Regions from separate parts of the Mus musculus genome. Here region 1 is linked to region 2. Evidence: chromatin contacts called from public HiChIP or PLAC-seq data. All regions are on one chromosome and are shown on one strand. The core of a region is the stretch at or near the end of the contact, and the rest is flanking DNA. Distances in the headings are between cores, read along the strand shown.

Region 1 (2,700 bases), core at 192-2,691, 270 kb before region 2:
CCATGTCCTCCCAGCTCATCACTGCATCTCCAGCTGCTCAGACATCCAGAAGCGAGCCTTCAGTGCACATTTAAATGTGGGTCAGAAAGATGAATGAATTCATGATGGGTGTGACAGAGGAAACAGCAGAAGGAGAAGATCTCAAACTAGGAGACTGAATTCTAATGCTGACATTATAAAGGGAAGTACTGGTAAAATAAACTTAACTGAAACATCTCCAAGCTTTGCTTCCTGTACACACACACACATACACACACACACACACACACACACACACACACACACACACACACCAGAAGGAAGCCATTGATAGCAACCTTGTCTCTAGGCCTCTGATTTCCTCTAGCTGACAAGTGTTCTGCATCTCAGGCCTCTTCTAGGTACCCGCAAAGAGTGCCCTCCAGTAAGGTTTTCTCCATCGTCTCTCACAATCCTGGTTCACCTCCCAGCTTGGAAGTGAGTAGCTCCGGGATTGTGTCAGGGACAAGAGCAGAGCTCCAGGGACGCTCTAAAGGAAATGTTCCCGGGCACCTCAAAAAGTCTGTAGCACCCAATTGGAATTCCAGAAAGGATTTTGACATGGGATTCCAGTTGCTTTACTAATAAAAGTGGTCAAAACTTTTTGCTTCTGGAATTGTGATGGAGATAAACAAGGTATATATGGAGCCGCTTAAATAAGCAATGCAAAAGAAAGCCCGGGAGAGGGCAAGCAAGACCAGAGCTGTTTGGATTAACATCAATGTGTCAGATTTTAATTTCTATTTAGAATATGTTGAACTTCTAACCTGCAATTCTGATAGTTTATTTGAAGTTATTGAACTTAACCAAATGAACAGCATAATATTTTAAAACATTCATATATATATATATCTGTCTCAGAAATTGTCCTTGCTGGTGGTTGTGTTAGAAACTTTTGCTATACAAACACCCATTTGTAGAGTAACCATTTTGGGTTACCCCAATTTATGCTATTGCCCTGCACTGTTAGCTAGCTTCAGAAAACTTGTACAAAATTAAACACAATCTTCTCCTGTTCATGCATGGAATCTAGGGTTCCCTGGTTCATGTATAGAATTCGGGGTTTCTTTTCCAGTTCTCATTCAAGCAGCCCCACATATGTCTTGTTCCATCCCTATCAGAATTGCAGAAGGAGAAAGTTTTGACCGTGTTTACAGGTGAAACAGCTAGGATTCCATGTCAAATTCCTTTCTGGGATTTGTATTGCGGGCTGCAGACTTTCTGAGGTGCCATAGATAAAAAGCAGTTTCTACCAGCAGCTCTTAATCCTCAGGCCAAGCCCTGGAAAGGCATGCTTCCTTCTTTTGTGGTTCAGTTGCAACACTTGTAGCCTATGTCTGAATGCTCAATTCAACACTTCTCAGTGCTGAAGACCAGGTGATTTTGCCAGGATGTCTGGAAAGCGGGAAGACTTGTTGCCTAGCAACCAGAAGCAGTCTCCGGCTTGGTGTTTGCAGCCCTCCTGACTTTTTAATACACTGAGCAGATGTTAAGCCTCCTGTTTGAATTTTAAAGGCATAAAACAGAGTAGTAAAAAGTGGAGACAGCATTTGCATTTGCAAACTAACAAATTGGCTTCAGCTCCAAATCTGGGAGTTTGCAGAGACTCATTTCCTTCATGTTGATTTTCCTTCTTCCTCCCTTAAATAGAACTTGTACAATGCTATTTTTGTTTCCTTTGACCTATGAGGGGAGTTAAGCTTCTTATAAACCAGCGGTGCTGGCTGAGAATGTTGGTAAGAAGGGCGTGGATAGAGGACAACACGAGAACATCATCCACTTCTTCGCTCACTATTTGCTCAGCGCTCCATTAACCGATGCCTTACTGCTTAGCAATTACGAGCCACACACCTGACAGACCTCATCCTCAATGACCACATTTGGAGTTACTTAACTTGTTACTAAGTTTCGATTTCTTTGTAAGGGGTAATAATAATGGGACCAATAACAGAGCCTGTTTTCCAGGAGCCTTGAGGGTAAGAATGAAGAGAGTAGGGGATGAAACCACCACAGCTGCTGGAAGAGAGAGCTCTTGGTGAACTGTGATGCTATTGCTGGCATTACCGTTGTTTATAAGGTCCATTCAATGACAGTGAGTGTGACCTCTGTAGTCAGACTATTCATATATCTTTAAGCAAGTTTTATAACTATTTAGTGGCTCAGTGTGTTTAGGCATAAGAAGAGATGACCAGTTGGTGGCATTGTCATGAGAATTAAATTGAGAAGGTTGTTCTTTCAGCAGCTAACCCAATACTACGCACATGGTATTAGAGCTTAAAGATGTTGGCTGCTGTCATGGGCATCATCATTATCCACCACTGCCCACAGAGTTACCAAGATGAGCAAATTATGCTCCTGTCTCCAAGAAGTCCAGTGGAAATACAGGCACCTTGGGATCATATCTAGCTCAGGGAACTAGGATGTGCCTACGTGCAGGAAGCCAGAAGCTCTGAACAGAAGATTATAGACACCCCAGAAGAGGCGTAGCCCTCCTCACACAGCCAATGGGAACTATAGTTTGGTGAAACAGTTGACTTTCATATTAAAATTTCAGGACACAGTGTTTCATGAACTGAGCAGCAACCAACAGGGAGCAGTTTGGAGCACTACCAAAGCAGCACACAAAGAAGACGTTTATGGGACAGATGCTGATGACTGGCTAAACTTGTGCAGACTATCATA
Region 2 (2,700 bases), core at 54-2,553:
TGGATGGAATTGGAAAATATTATCCTGAGCAAGGACCCCAAACCCAGAAAGTACAAAACTGGACATTAAACATAAGGTACAGGATAACCATGCTACAATTCACAGACCCAAAGAAACCAACTAATAAGGAGGTCCCAAGGGAGGATATGTGAATCTTACTCTGAAGGGGAAACAAAAAATAGTCATTGGTGGTAGATGGAGAGAGGGAAACGGGTGGAAGAGGGGGTGAGTACGGTAACTGGGATGATGATCAGGTGTGGGGTGGGACTGTGGGAGAAGTCTGGGAATGAGAGTGGCAACAGATTGGGGCATCTCTGGGAGTAGCTAGAGACCTGGGATGGGGGAGGTTCCTGGGACTCTATGGGAGTGACCCTGGCTGAGACTTCTAGCAGTGGGGGAATATGGAGATTGAAGTGGCCACTTCCTATAGCCAGGTGGGACTTACAGTGGGGGGAGCAGGGCATCAATCCACCCACAAAACCTTTAACCCAAACTGTGTCCTGCCTATAAGATGCGCAGATCTAAAGATGAAGCAGAGATTGAGGGCCAGCCAATGACTGGCCCAACTTGAAACACAATCCCTTGTAAGACAGCCAATCCATGACATGGTTAATGATATTTTGCTGGGCTTACAGACAGAAGCCTAACAGAACCGTCTCCTGAAAGCAGATGCAGAGGCCCACAGGCAAACATCAAGCGGTGCTTGGGGAATCTTGTAATAGTGGGAGATAGAATTGAGTGAGCTGGTGGGATCAAAGACACCACAGAAAGCCTAAAGAGTCAACTAATCTGGGCCCGTAGGGGCTCACAGAGACTGAACCATCAACCAAAGAGCATTCAGGGGCTGGACCTAGTCACCTTACACATTTCTAACAGATGTGCAGCCTGGTCTTCATGTGGGTCCCCTAACAATTGGAGAGGGACCTGTCTCTGAGTCAGTTCCTGGCATTGGATCCTTTCTCCTAGATGGACTACCTGGGGGGAGGGGATGTTAATGGGAGAGGAGGAACTAGGGCCTATGGCAACTAGATGTCCCAGGTGGGGTGGTACCCACGGGTGCTTCCCCTTCTCTGAGGAGAATGGGAGGGAGTAATGGGGGAGGAGGAGGAGGAATTTGTAAGGGCGGGATTGCAGGAGAGGAGGAATCGGGAGGGGTACGATCTGCATGTAAAGTGAATACACAAAAAAGTAAATTTTAAAAAGCTTCAGTTTAAAAAATTTAAACCACCTTTAAGTGTTAGGTTTATCATTTTTGGCCCAAGGCTGACACCTTGTGGACATTTCCAGTAATTGTGAGCTTATTCTCTGTTCTCTGTACAGTGGTTACATCTAAGCAGGTGTACTGGCAATTTAAATTACAGAGAAACAAGCAAAGCAAAGGACAGTTAACTGAATTTTTAAAGCCTTGGGGGAACTTACTTCAGAATTTGATTTAAATTTACTTTTATTATTCACTTGCTTTTAGTGTTTGCCCAGACAAAAATATTAATTTATACTTTCTAGGTTCTGCTCAGATTGTTAAATTAACCAATTTCCAAATCAAAGGCTGTTTTCTTTCTGCTTCACTGTAGTATCGGTCCAGTTGTGTAGTCAATGACCAACTCTCTGAGAACTTCCCATCACCAATAGGCCTCAATGGGAATAAAGGCTATTAATGGCTACAAATGGATAAGAAGGGCCAGTGCTCACTGAAAAGCTAGAAGTCTTTGCTGGAAAATCTTTAATGTTTCCAGGCGGCAGAAGCTGAGGGTTAGGCAGGCTCATGGTCCTCATAAGCACAGGCCTGTCTGATGACCTTTGCTAAATATTTTTATGCATACTATATCTACCAACTTAATATAAATTCTTTGCTAGCAGATATAAACTACTTCCTAAAAATTGCCTTTATTGCAACTGCTGCCACCATGCTCCCTTTCCTAAAAACTCAATCTTTATTTTTTTAGTTTTTATTGGATATTTTCTTTACTTACATTTCAAATATTATCTCTTTTCCTGGTTTCAGCCTATCCCATCCTACCTCCCCCTGCTTCTATGAGAGTTTTCTTCCACCCACCCACCCCAAACCACCTCCCTGCCCTCAATTCCTCTACACTGGGGCATCTATCAAGCCTTCATAGGACCAAGGACCTCTCCTCCCACTGATGCATGACAAGGCCATCCTCTGCTACATATGCAGCTGGAGTCATGTGTACTCCTTTGTTTATGGCTTAGTCCCTGGGATCTCTGAGAGGGGTGGGGGGGGGTTCTGGTTGGTTGATATTGTTTTTCTTCCTGGGATTGCAAACCAAATCAACTCCTTTATTCCTTTCTCTCTAATTCCTCTATTGGGGACACTGGCTCAGTCCAATGGTTGGCTGTGAGCCTGCACCTCTCTGCATTTGTCAGGCTCTGGCAGGGCCTCTCAGGAGACAATCATATCAGGCTCCTTCCAGCATGCACTTCTTGGCATCCACAATAGTGTCTAGGTTTGGTAACTGTATATGGGATGGATCTCGGGAAAGCCTCTGGACGGCCAATCCTGTAGTCTCTTTTCTACACTTTAGCTCCATAATTGCTCCTGTGAGTATTTTGTTCTCCTTCTAAGAAAGACTGAGCACCCACACTTTGGTTTTCCTTCTTATTGAACTTCTTATAATCTGTGAATAGTATCTTGATTATTTGGAGCTTTTGGGCTAATATCCACTTATCAGTGAGTGCATA

Evidence for each region. HiChIP or PLAC-seq counts read pairs in DNA pulled down with a chosen protein or histone mark.
Region 1: a contact with region 2 is called in an H3K27ac HiChIP or PLAC-seq map of SST interneurons, with 4 times the contacts expected there. The contact joins two enhancer-like sites. A contact is called at or near these places in 5 of 484 Hi-C or Micro-C datasets (cerebral cortex, cortical neurons, embryonic stem cells and 2 more) and 2 of 115 datasets of contacts at active chromatin or transcription factors (SST interneurons and VIP interneurons).

Annotation. Positions count from the first base shown.
Region 1 is chr3:32,059,197-32,061,896 of GRCm38.p6, reverse strand. The region is part of intron 2 of Kcnmb2 (potassium large conductance calcium-activated channel, subfamily M, beta member 2); the gene reads right to left. Among named protein-coding and RNA genes, the nearest start is that of Kcnmb2, 160 kb to the right of the region's middle. Within about 2 kb of position 1,441, at least 27 of the 459 cell types and tissues checked have an H3K27ac peak or open chromatin away from gene starts, as enhancers often do. A contact at or near this core is called in SST interneurons, where this site is marked.
Region 2 is chr3:31,789,099-31,791,798 of GRCm38.p6, reverse strand. No RefSeq gene overlaps it. Among named protein-coding and RNA genes, the nearest start is that of Gm33886, 100 kb to the right of the region's middle. Within about 2 kb of position 1,303, at least 3 of the 459 cell types and tissues checked have an H3K27ac peak or open chromatin away from gene starts, as enhancers often do. A contact at or near this core is called in SST interneurons, where this site is marked.